Linked DNA regions of Capsicum annuum: region 2 is linked to region 1. The links are chromatin contacts, called in public Hi-C maps. All regions are on one chromosome and are shown on one strand. The core of a region is the stretch at or near the end of the contact, and the rest is flanking DNA. Distances in the headings are between cores, read along the strand shown.

The links. A called contact is a pair of places that touch in the nucleus more often than the background predicts.
Region 2: a Hi-C map of leaf shows a contact between it and region 1, with 2.9 times the contacts expected there. The contact joins two enhancer-like sites. A contact is called at or near these places in 2 of 5 Hi-C or Micro-C datasets (leaf and placenta).

What each region holds. Positions count from the first base shown.
Region 1 is chr12:63,647,123-63,653,546 of UCD10Xv1.1, forward strand. No RefSeq gene overlaps it. Among protein-coding and RNA genes, the nearest start is that of LOC107874226, 190 kb to the right of the region's middle. Within about 2 kb of position 2,254, at least 5 of the 5 cell types and tissues checked have an H3K27ac peak or open chromatin away from gene starts, as enhancers often do. A contact at or near this core is called in leaf, where this site is marked.
Region 2 is chr12:63,881,066-63,887,251 of UCD10Xv1.1, forward strand. LOC107873249 (regulation of nuclear pre-mRNA domain-containing protein 1B) reads left to right here. Exons shown (of 7, transcript XM_016720015.2): 2 at 1-95; 3 at 319-474; 4 at 584-740; 5 at 1,389-1,531; 6 at 1,625-1,660; 7 at 2,345-3,566. The coding sequence ends at 3,106. Among protein-coding and RNA genes, the nearest start is that of LOC107873249, 6.7 kb to the left of the region's middle. Within about 2 kb of position 4,091, at least 4 of the 5 cell types and tissues checked have an H3K27ac peak or open chromatin away from gene starts, as enhancers often do. A contact at or near this core is called in leaf, where this site is marked.

The sequences.
Region 1 (6,424 bases), core at 1,004-3,503:
TAAAGCTTACTAAAACAGTAAACAATCCCCATGGGGTTTAGGATTTGTCCCACATACCTTTTTAATGAGAAGAAATTTGATATAGCTTGAAATCTAGCCTTGAAAGAAACCCTAATTTTTTTCTTGCTCTTGAGAGTGAAGAGGATTATGAGATGTTTAAAACTGATAAAAGATGAATAATAATGCTTATGGTATGATTTAATTCATGGGTGAGAAGTTTAGGGTGAGGAAAATACCAAAATACCCCTTTTAAAAACGTTATATTAGTGCAGATCGGCCCCTACTTGGTCGGCGGACACCTTTTGGTAAAATGGCTATAACTTTTTACTCTGGTATCGAATTAAGGTGAAACTAGTTGTGTTGGAAAGAAGACTCTAAAATCTTTCATTTTTTATATAATAAGTCATGTAACTCATTATATACCAGGATTAATGGTCGTTGAAATTTGACCCAAGTTGAAACGTTTACTAAAATTTAATTGATAGAAAAGTTTTCAACTCGTCTTTGAGTTAGAAGATTTTTGTGACCTCAATTCATATTCAAAAGTATTCCCACACTATAAAATTGATCAACACACATATACTAACATGGAATCATTAGGTTTGGGAACATACGCATAGGAACGACTGTTTGAATTCTAGTCTGAAAATATGGGGTGTTACACTTTCTTGGTTGGAGAGTTGAAGAGGAATAAAGTAGAGTTTGATCTTTAAAAACTAAAGAAAAAGGGTCCCTTGTATGTTTATAAGTTGTGAAAAAAGGTGAATGGACCGAAAGCCCAATACCCTTAAGTGGAAAAAAAATTGGATGAAATTTAACCCTTGGCGTCGCACGGACTTATAGCGGAGGTTACCCTCTATGCCACGCTAATATCGCAGAGGGTAACCTCCATGACACAGCGATAATGCGGAGGCTCACTGCCTCGAAGTTCTAAAATAGCCCTGTATCCTTTTCGAAAATTCTGAAACTTTTTCAAATTACCCTTTTAACATCTCTAAACATAATTCAAGTCAAAAATTAATATTACAAACATGGGAAGGTTAAAAATAAGTTGATCTAAATTTTAAGGGTCTTATAACCTCTAATGTCACACTTTTGCGGAATAATCTTTTTCAACTCTTCAAGATCCGACCAATCATAAGTGAATTTACGAATAACTGCAAATTGCAAATTCTCAATTCTATTCATCATATCCACCTCCTCCTTAATCTTTTTGACATTTGGAACAATTTTTAGCATGACTACCTCCTTAAAAGAGATGGTTTCTGAATTATGAGTTGTTGACACTTAATTTTTGCCCTTCACATTCCGAATTAATTTTTGAATTTCTCAGCTTTAAATAATTTTAAAATATTTATTTAAAGTTATTTTGAAATAAATTTCAATCCTGCCTTTTTAATTTAGGTGAAATTAACATATTTAGTGTTTTATTATACATTATTATATAATTATCAGTTAAATAAAATATTTTAAAATTTATTCAAAGTGAAAAGTTTGATTAAATTGCAAATATTCTACTTTTATCGATTGAAAATAAGAAATTGATGACATAATTAGTTTCTTAATTTTTATTTATTTATTTATTATTATTATTATTATTGAAAAAAATATGAAATATAATTCTGTTTTATTTAAAGGTTTATTTTAAAATTATTAAATTTGAGAAATTTGTTAAATTAATTAGAAAATAATTTTATCTTAACCTTATCCAAATTTATTCAAATTGTGACTATTTTATTTAAAATGATCATAATTAGAGTTAATAATTATTGCTCTATTAAGCAACAACAATTTTTGCCTAGGCCAAATCACAACAACTGGCCCAGTGCCTTTTTTGGGGGGAAAATTTCAGAAATAACAACTCTATAGCCTTAATTATAACTTTTATAGCAACAGTTTGATAATTACGAAAAATAACAAATTGTATTTGTATTTAAGTAAAATGTTGTTAAATAAATACATATACAAATATATATGTATTACTCATAAATATATATGCATAACTGGAAAATACATATTCTTCTATTACTATAAAGTGGGTAAAATATTGCTACTTTTGCTATAAGCTATAATTTTGAAAAGTATTGCTATCCTTTTTTTTTCTTCTCTTTTCCTGCTTAACATGTAACCAAACCAGCCCATCAGCAGCTTCAACCAACAGCCTAAAACAACAACAACCAGCCCAAATATGATCCCTGCGACCCGACCCACACCTTATAATTTTTCAAACAATAATCTAAACAGCCAGCAACAAAAACAATGCCAAAATACGCAATTTCAACCCACCGTACAACAACACAACAGCGTCAACAACGGCTTCAGCCAAGAACAGCTTGAAATTCGCCCGCCTTTCCCCTTTCTCAGAACGTGTTCATCCAGTTTGGGCAAATATTTAATGCCCAACGGCTCTCCTTTTGTCCCACAGTGGATTTCAAATTTTTTCTGAAGAAATCAATTCAATTTCAGTTTTCAAATCCGAAAATAAACCCTATTCTCTCTTCTATAAATAGATAGTGATGAATAGAGGTTAGGGGGAAGATTTTTGGGAAAAATTTGAGGATTGCGCGTGCTTCTAATCCTTCGTAACCAGAAATTCTCGAAGAAACGGACTCAAGAGCTCGATTCCGACAAAAATTAAACTCCGAGTTTAGTGTTGGAAGTTTCTTCGTCAAGGCTCGTCGTCGAGTTCGCTGCCCGGAGAAAGGTAAAAACCTCCCCTATTCCAGTTTTCTTGTGTCGTAGCAATTTTCTTTACTAGCGTATAAATTATTTTAGTATAGTAATGGATGCTGGGATTATGTGTTGTAGAAGTTTTTCCGAAAGCCGCCATAGGTTTTGTGTTTGATTTCCTGGGTTGATATGTGCTGGGATTCTTTGTTTCGTCTTGATGATGTTTCGTTTAGTGTTGATCTGTAGTCCTATCTAGTTTGAATGATTTCTTTTATATTCATCGTTTCCCTTCTAATTGGAATATCCATACCTCGAAAGTCGAGGCCTTAAGAATGTGTTAAGCAAACTCTTTGAAATTGCCTATCTTTTGAATTAATTCTTCCAAAGAATAAAGTTTTAAACCTTTGAGATTTTCTATAAGTTTTAGTCCCGCTTGAAGATTTTTTGAGAAATTAATGGTATGGTTGGGTTGATTTTTCTGTAAGTCATGGCCTAAGTTACCTGCGAATTCATTGTTTTAAAACGAAGTCTTCTGTTTTTATCATGTCATCGATTTAGTTTTTATTAGCTGTTGAGGTACAGCTATTAGTTTGGGAAATCATGAGGGATTCGCCTCTTCAAACACTGTTCTGTTTTAGAATCATTTGATCATGTAATTAGTTAAGAATCATTTGATCATGTATGTAATTAGTTAAGATGCGCATAAGCTGATCTCGATGTCAAAAAGAAAGTAGTTACCATGATCTTGTTTGTTTTTGGTATGTGACAAATAAAAGTTTATATGAGTATACATTCTTTGGACTCGAGTCTCTCTGTTGTCTTTGTACGATTGCAAAATTCCAAAGCCGCTCCAACCCATTGCTGAAATATTCAAACTTCCTTAACGTTCTGTCACCTAACAATATTTAGGCAAAATAATGAAAAGAAACATAAAACCAAATACTAGCCAAATGAGAAAAACTTGCAAATAATATATAGTAGTACCTGATTTCTTGGCATGATTGAAACCCATAGTAGTTTGAAGTTGCACCTTATTTTGCAACCTGTTTTCTTTAGTTGCAATTTTTTCTTTCATTTTTCTTCAAAGTTACTTTTTATCATGATAGGTTAGTATGGTTTGTTTGATAGACTAAGTTTGAGTTTCATTTTTTAACAGAATAAGTATAACACTATTTGAAGATAATGTGATTAAAAGCGATGTGGTTGCTTTTGTCTCCCGTTTTTAGTTATTTCTCAACTTTATCGCATATTTGGGTGGATACTAATCCTTATCATTTTATATTTCGTGCATGAACTCGTTTGGGTCCGCTTTGTACTCTTTCCTCGCATCTTCTGATGGGCCAAAGAGGTCCACACTGTCTCGAGTCAAAACCTCAAGACCAAAGTCCCAAAAAATGGACTAAGAGATAAGAAACAAGGCTGTATACGTGTGTAAAAAGAAGATATACAGCAGATATACACTGTAAAACAGCAGCTGCACATCATTGCGCGATTTATGATGAAAAGTGGAGGGAAAACAAGCAGTTTTAGACACTGATATACACTATATATGCAGCAATATACAAGAAAAAGGCAGATATTGAAGCTGTAAATATACAGCTGGTATACACTTCAGAAAATGGACCGAGTCCATAAGAATGAGGTCCAAAAGCTGGACAGCTTGCTAATGGGCCAACAAAGGCCCAAATCTTAAACTTTTGTTTCCTTTTACTTTTATGTTATTGTTGTTTATGTGTACTAACTCTATTTTTATTTACTTAAACTAAATAATTTCCTAAATTGTCGTCATTCTATTTTATCTCGATTTTGTTAACCTATAATTTTCTCACATAATTTTATATTATCTAAAACGAATTAAATTGATTCCTTCAGTTTTCTCTTTAAAATAAGTCATTAAAAATCAAGTATTTTGTTCCGAAATGGCATTCATTATATTTGAATTGAAATAATTTCCTTTAAACTCAAGAGACTAAATTTTCTTATAAATTTCAACTTTTCATAATCAATAAAGGTTTTAAATTCAACACTCTCTTAACATTTTTTTAAAGGTATTATCAACTTTTTCTATAACGATTAATAATAAGAAAATAATTTCATAATTTTCTTCTTTTACGAAATTAAAATTCATTTCCCCTTTTAAGTCCGAAAAACTATTACTTAGTTTAATTCAAATAAAATTTTTCTCTTTTGAATAAATAAATGTCATTTTTCAATGATTAAATGAATGTTTTTAATATATATTTTTTATATATATATATATATATAAAATCAAGTCCTTATAAAAATTTGTCACTTTAATTAGTTAAGTTAGTTTCTTTTTGGTAAACCGTTTTAAACGGACATTCCTAAATGTCTTAAAGACCTTCTTAGGGCGTTAATTGAACTCTTGTCTTAAAGACCTTCTTAGGGCGTTAATTGAACTCTTGTCTTAAGGACCTTCTTAAGGCGTTAATTGAACTCTTACCTAGAATCTAGTTTTAAAGCATTTCTGATTTTCAACTTTCGAAACTCTTTTTAAATTTTTTTCTTGATTTTTTCTACAAAAATCAAGTGGCAAATCTGTAATATTTCTTAAAATTATTTGAAATTTTCTCAATTTTTTTTTTGAAATGGTTTTAAGAAGGTTAAAATCATTTTCTCACCAAAATAAAACCCAAAATAAATAACAACCGATATAACATACCTCTTTTCCATAGGCAAAATTAGGATTAACTGAAATAGGAGCATCACTAGGATTGAGGTGTAGAGAAGAAAAATCACAAGGAAAATTAGTGACCAGCCATCGGAGGTGGCTGGCAGGCGACCAAGCTATTCATCAAGGTTTAAGATTAAGAGGTCATCCACCTTCGGCCAAGCTATTCATCAAGGTTTAGATTAAGAGGTCATTTAGGAGAGCGGAGAGAGAAAATTAATACTTTCTTCGTTCATTTTTACTTTTTTATTTTATTAAAAATAAATGTTCAACAATATTTTTTATGTTTGAAAAATTAATAGATAATTTATCTTTTTCTATTTATTTTACTTTTTTATTAAATAATATTCATCTTTCAATGAATTTCTCAAGACATTACATTTATTATATTAAAAGAGTGATATTATTGTTATAAAACAATAAAGAACAAGAAGAAGAGTAGAGAGAATAGAGAGAGTAATTCTTATTTCTTCTCTTGGGGTATGATTTATAGGTGAATTTGTCTCTGGTTTCACACTAAAAGACAGATACATTAAATTCTGATAGACATCGAATAGATCTTGATAGATCTTGATAGACATTCACTATAGTTGATATATATCATAACATTCCCCCTTAAATTTCTAACAATACGTATATAGGCTGCCTTATTAAAAACCTTACAAGGAAAACCCAGTGGGACAAAACCTCTTGAGGAAAAAAGAATACGGCGCGTATTAACTCCCCCTAATAAGAACATCCTTAAATCTTTGCATTCCGATCTTGTCCACCATCTTCTTGAAAGTTGCAGTTGGAAGAGACTTAGTGAATAAATCAGCCACATTGTCACTTGACCGAATCTGTTGTACATCAATATCACTATTCTTTTGGAGCTTATGTGTATAGAAGAGCTTTGGTAAAATGTGTTTTATTCTATCCCCTTTTATGAATCCACCTTTCAGTTGTGCTATGCATGCTGCATTATCTTCATATAAAATTGTGGATACTTTGTCATATTTCAAACCACATTTTTCTCGAATGAGATGTATTATGGATCTTAACCACACACATTCTCGGCTTGCT
Region 2 (6,186 bases), core at 2,841-5,340, 240 kb after region 1:
AGTTTGTCACCGAGTTTTGGAAGGTTCTTCCTTCAGCACTCAAGGAAATTGTCGGAAAAGACGATGCCCTTGGAAACAAAGTAGTTTCCAGATTGGTATGCATCCCACCATTTTACTTCTGAATTTTTGGTCCCCATATCCTAGCTCATGAAGGGACAGGGCACAGAACAAAAAGGCAAAATTGCAGCCTACTTTAGCTCTTGTTTTTCAGTTTCTGATCATTTTGTTGCTAGAAAATTATTGAGATAATCTGATTGTCTGTTTCATTAAAAAAAGAAAAGTAGACATAGTAGTTTGACTCTCTTGACTGGTTTGTAGGTTAATATATGGGAAGAAAGGAGGGTTTTTGGATCTCGAGCGCAGAACCTGAAAGATATAATGCTGGGAGAAGAGCTGCCACCACCATTAGAGTTTGGAAGAAAGCGAAGTCGTTCTGTCAGAATAGTTAAAAGGGACACGCGGTCCATAAAAACGGTGACATGCTCCTCACAAGGCCCTTTTATTTGTATCCACTGATTACTTAATTGCTTTATCTTGCTTGTTTCATTATTACTTCTTGTTCTTACCACTGCTGTGTAACCAGAAATTGACCGTTGGAGGAACAGCTGAAAAAATAGTGTCAGCATTTCACTTGGTAGTCAGCGAGCGTACTACTGAAGATGAAGAAATGAGCAAATGCAAGTCTTCTGTTCACCATGTGCGAAAGATGGAAAAAGATGTCGACATGGCCCTTGCAAGAGGTAATCTGGTTCTCTTGGAATGCAAAATTAACATATCTGCATGGACTGGTTATTATGTTGACAACAACCTGAACTATTATGAACTTTATACACCTCAATATCTAAAAACGGGTGGAGGATGAGGATATGCTGAAGCCTGTTATTTAGTAAGATGCAATTATCAAAAGAACAATAGTTGATTCTCAATCCGAGAGTGTGTTTCATTTTTGTATAACTTTTCCACGTTAAAAGGAACAAAGTTATGTCTTTTATTTTCTTTAAAAAAAAAAACAGAAAACATAATAGGAATGTGTAAAAAGGAAACCAAAAAGGAATTTTTTTAAAAAAATTATGCCTATGGGGATGCCTGGTGTTTGAGGTATGGGTGTAAGAGCATGGAGATTTCTTGTTCGAATGCCAACTGGCATACTCGGTCGGCACCTATCTGCCCCGGCCTTTTGGACAGGATACTATAGAAACCTATACTTACCAGCTGTATAGACTGGTATAGGCAAGTTGACCTGAACACCAATGAGATTAATGAAATTACACAGCTGTGAGACCTTGACAGAATGATAGATTAGACATCTCTTTATGGTTTCTTTCTCCCAAAATTTGTTACTTGTAAATTACGATTGAGAATTGAGAGCATATTATCTTGTGTTGCAGCAAAATATCCAAAGAGAAAAACCTTGTCCAAAGAATTGGAGGAGGAAGAAAGTATTTTGAAACAGTGTATTGAGAAACTTAAAGTTGTGGAGGCAAATAGATTGGCTCTTGTATCACAGTTAAGAGAAGCACTAAGTGAACAGGTAAGTGATAAAAGCATTTGTTTAATCTTCCTATCCTAGGCATATTTTGGTACTATACTTATCGTCCAACTCATTGCCTCTTAATTTTGTCAGGAATCTGAACTAGAGAGCATTAGGACTCAGATACAGGTTTTTTTTCACTTATTCATTTTAAGCTTTTTACCTTGTTTCTTGAACTGCTATTAATTATATGGTTTATCCTTATCCCTCTCTTTTGGATTTGGGGGCTTGGGGGTGGAGTAGCTGTGTTGGTGTTGTTGGAGAGCAGAAAATATAACTGCATTGAAGGAAGACTTCAATGTGTGATATAATGAGAGGGAAAGGGGAGGGGTTGGGTTCAATGTTGCTTCTTGAACACCTCCACAAATAATTGGAAAGGGGAGAGATGTGTGAACATTGTATGAACATCGATGTTATTGTTATTTCTTGTTTCCACACTGCCATATTTTAGGTACAGTGGCGTAAGACATGGGTAAGATGGAAATTTGGATCTACTTGAGCCTTGAGATATATAGAATTTTTGATAGAAAATGGATTTGGGCAATTGAAGCCGCTGAGTTGTTATACTGGTACACTGACTGCCATTCTGTCTGGACTTGCTTTATGTTATGGTTCTCTGTCGTGGAGTGAATATGGTGGCTGGGGTTGTATAGTGCTTCAGTTGGTCTATTTGCTAATCTTCTCCATCCTTTTTACCTACATCAATTGTTTCTTCTTTTTTAGCTTTCTGAATATTTAAGTGTGTTGCGTGATTTCTTAGTCAAACACTAAGTTGATAATAATACAAATTAATTTTATCTAATTGATTTTCAGGTGGCAGAAGCACAGGCAGGGGAAGCCAGCAACATGCGAAAGCTTCTGGATGATGAAGATTATGTGGGACAAAGAAAGCCTCCAGCTACAGCATCTACATCAAATGACACCTGTGCAACAGCAGGACAAACAAGCAAGAAGACAGCTGCAGCAATTGCAGCTGAGGTAGCTGACAAGCTTACAGCTTCAAGCTCCTCTCAGTATATCATGTCATCGGTCCTCTCTACATTTGCTGCTGAGGCGGCAAAATCTGCTGGGCTGTCAAGACCTTCATCGTATCCAGCCACCAACAATTTTATATCACAACAAGAAAAGCCTCTATCAGATTCAAATGCTTTAATGCCAGAACAGCTATTTAATCCTCCCCCAAGTAACCTTTATCAGTCAACGCTGGTTCCTCATCCCACAGTGCATGGTCAAATGCCAAATGCTCTGGGTCAATATCATTCACTTCCTAATCCAACATCCCAGCAGTATTTGCAACAATCAGCTGGAATGGTGAGCCCTTATGGTTATGGGAGTATTCCTGCCCTGCCATCTGTACCACCTCCACCAGCACCTCCTTCGTATATGACTACAATGGTGTCTTTAACACAGCAACCATTGTCGATGATGCAGCAGCAGGCTGTAGCACAACAGCAACAAGTACCACCATTACCTCAACAACCTCCTCCTCCTAGTTTCCGTCCTTTGACACCTATCCAGCCTCCCCAGCCTCCTGGAGGAATGGTGTACTATTCTCAACCACATCATTCACAATGATGAGTGAGTACTCTTTTCAGACTGTTACTTCTTTTAAAAATGATATCAGAAACAACAAATATCTAGATGTGAACAAGAAGGAGGTTGTTGGATGAATCATGAAGAATCCAACTGACTGTGTAGTGTTATATACAAGGCAAGAGCGGCTGATAGAGCAGGTAATAGATTATCATCAGTGCTTATTTAACCATCTTCAAGACTCTTTAGAAATCTCTGTATTGATCAGTGTCTACAGCCGGTGTTGTCATTGTTGTTCCTTGGGGTTTCTTTTTCCGTTTTTCTTTTCATCATACATGTAACATTAGCATGATGGCAGGGCTGCTGAGAATTTGTATTAGTAGTTACAAACAGGATAGCAGGAGCTTTAGTTTCACCGGGCTGCCCAGTTATAAACAGGATAAAAGAACTAGGTTTTTCTTCTCACATAAATTTGGTAAATGAAGTAGCCAGCTTTTTCTCATCTCATTTCTGTTTTTAAGCCAAGGAATAAGCAATACTATTAGTTGAAAAAGGAGAGACGATTCAGTTATCAAATGCTAAGACTAGGGTGTATTCAGTACGGAGGAAATATTTTTCAATTCTCATTGATTGATTAAAATTTTTGGAAAATATTTTCTAGGAAAACAATTGTCCTAGCAGAAGTAGGAAAAACAAGTTGTGCAAGTGGCACATTGATCATGTCTTTTTGACCATCCAATACACATTTTTTACACCCACACCTCCCATAGCCTCTATCCCCACCACTCCACCCCCTCACTCTCATTTTCTCCTCCTATAGTATTTGTCTATTATATAAAAATAATTTTAGAATAATTTTGTTTTCTTACGTATCAAACTCAAGAAAATAAGGAACTAACTTAGCTTTTACTGGATGTTTTACATGCTAGTAAGTATTAGACATCAAACAATCTAATAGAGTGCTTTCATTTTTTATGTGGGGTTCATAGTGCGCTTAAAAATTCATGGAAATGCACATCATGCCACACCTGTTTGATCAAGAAAAGGTGAAGAGGTCATGTAAAATCAGAACTTGGTTATAGTAACAGCTTTTGATTAATCAATAAAATAATGTTCAGGAAGTGGAAGAATGTGTTGGGTGGGCATCCAATTTTGTTTTGAAAGTTGAAAATACAAGAGATTATTCCAGTACGTTGAATTCGGAATTTGGTGGGGCTTAAAGTCATAGGGTCAGTCGCCCGAATGCTCTTGTTTTAGGGTGGTCCTTAATTTAGTCATTTTAACAAAAAAGAGATTGAAAATATCATTCAGATTTAAAAAAAAAAAAAAAAAAAAAAAAAAAAAAAAAACCTTAGGCACAACTTACGCCTTAGCAGGCAAAATAAATCTGGAAAGCTCACATGTCGTATAAGGCATACGATTAATTTATGTCTTAAAAAAATCATAACCAACAAATTATGTCTTACAAGACAAAATATTTGCAATGGGAAATTTGTAAGGTACAAGCTGTGTCTTACAAGGCTAGTTTTAAATTTCTAAACTTCTGTTGGATGAGACTAAACTTATGGTGTTCGGAGCCTAAAGGGCAAGTTTTTTTATTTAAAATTTTAAAAGGGCAATATCTAAATGAAAAAAATTCTAAAATGGATAAGGTAAACACAGGTTTTTACCTTATCCATTAAAAAGTTTACGGCGTTAGTCACATGGTAAAGTGTAAGGTAAAATCACGATTTTTCTTACAAGGTAAATAGAGTCACTTACCTTTTCTTTGATTGAAAAAGTTGGTGAAGTTGGAAATTTAATGACATAAATGTACTCCTTCGTCCATTTTTATTTATCCACTTTTCTATTTTGAGATGTCCATCAATATCTGTTCAGTTTATGAAATCAATAGATAATTTATCCATTTTTACTTATTTTACCCTTGATATTAAATAAAATACATCTCTCATTGTATTTTGCAAAGCAAAAAAATTATTATATTCAAAGGTTGATATAGTAAAATCATCCATCCATTTATTGTTTCTTAAGGCATATGTCAATTCAAAAGTGAACAAGTGTTTATAGACGGAAGGAGTATTTAGCGGAGAATTTATTTCAATTGTAGTGCAAGATTGGGAGACTGTTTTACCTTACAAGGTAAAATATGTCCTTTACCTTATTAATTTTGTTTTATAAACCACTCATTTAATTCATTTCTTATTCAAATTATTTGTTTGTTCACCTATTTTTTTTTTGGCTAGAAATTGGGATTTTTATTAGAACAGAAACTTAAAAGTTATTACAAATTGAAATTGTCCGGGTAGAACCCAAACTTTGAGTCTTTCTGAAGTTCTTGCAAAATAAAAAGCAGGGGGGAAATAAAAGTTATTGAATTATTCTCCATGCACTATATTTGTGACTTTCCAAATGATGTCAATTTGTACACTACTACATTTGCCTCTCCGTAGACGTGGCAGATTTCAGGTCCATTCAACAGTTTAATGATGGATCTGCAATCAGAAATCAAATGTGAGATATCCTCATTTTTTGAGTTTAATATTTGAATAAGTCTCTGTGAGTCCGTTTCCACAATAATAGGGGTCAATTTCTTTTCAAGAGCCAAACGTAACCCATAATACATTGCTAAGGTTTCATTTGTAGAGCCGATGTGGCCATGTGTGAGAACGTCATTCCAGCTATACAATTCTCATCATGATTTCTGATGATTACTCCCCCACCGCCATAATTAGTTGAATGGTCATATGCTCTATCAATATTAAGTTTATAGTATTCCCCTGATCGCGTAATCCATTTGACATTAATGAATAAGATTTTACGTTTATTGTCCAACCTTCCTTTAGGGTATCCTAAGTGAAAGTATTCAATAGCCTCCAATTTTACTTTTTGGACATTTAGTTAATTGATCGCATTTTTAAAGAGATAATCATTTCTATTCTTTCAAATGGACCAAAGAATTAGAGGAGTCAAAATAGAGAGAGGTATAGGTATGTTGCCACACAAATCGATGGTATTGTTGGGAAGAATTTTTTTTTTATATCTCTTAAGAAATTATTTTCTGATGGAGAAAGACTAAAGTGGGTTCAAATTTCTAGCGCTTTAGGACAAGTTAGTAAGTCATG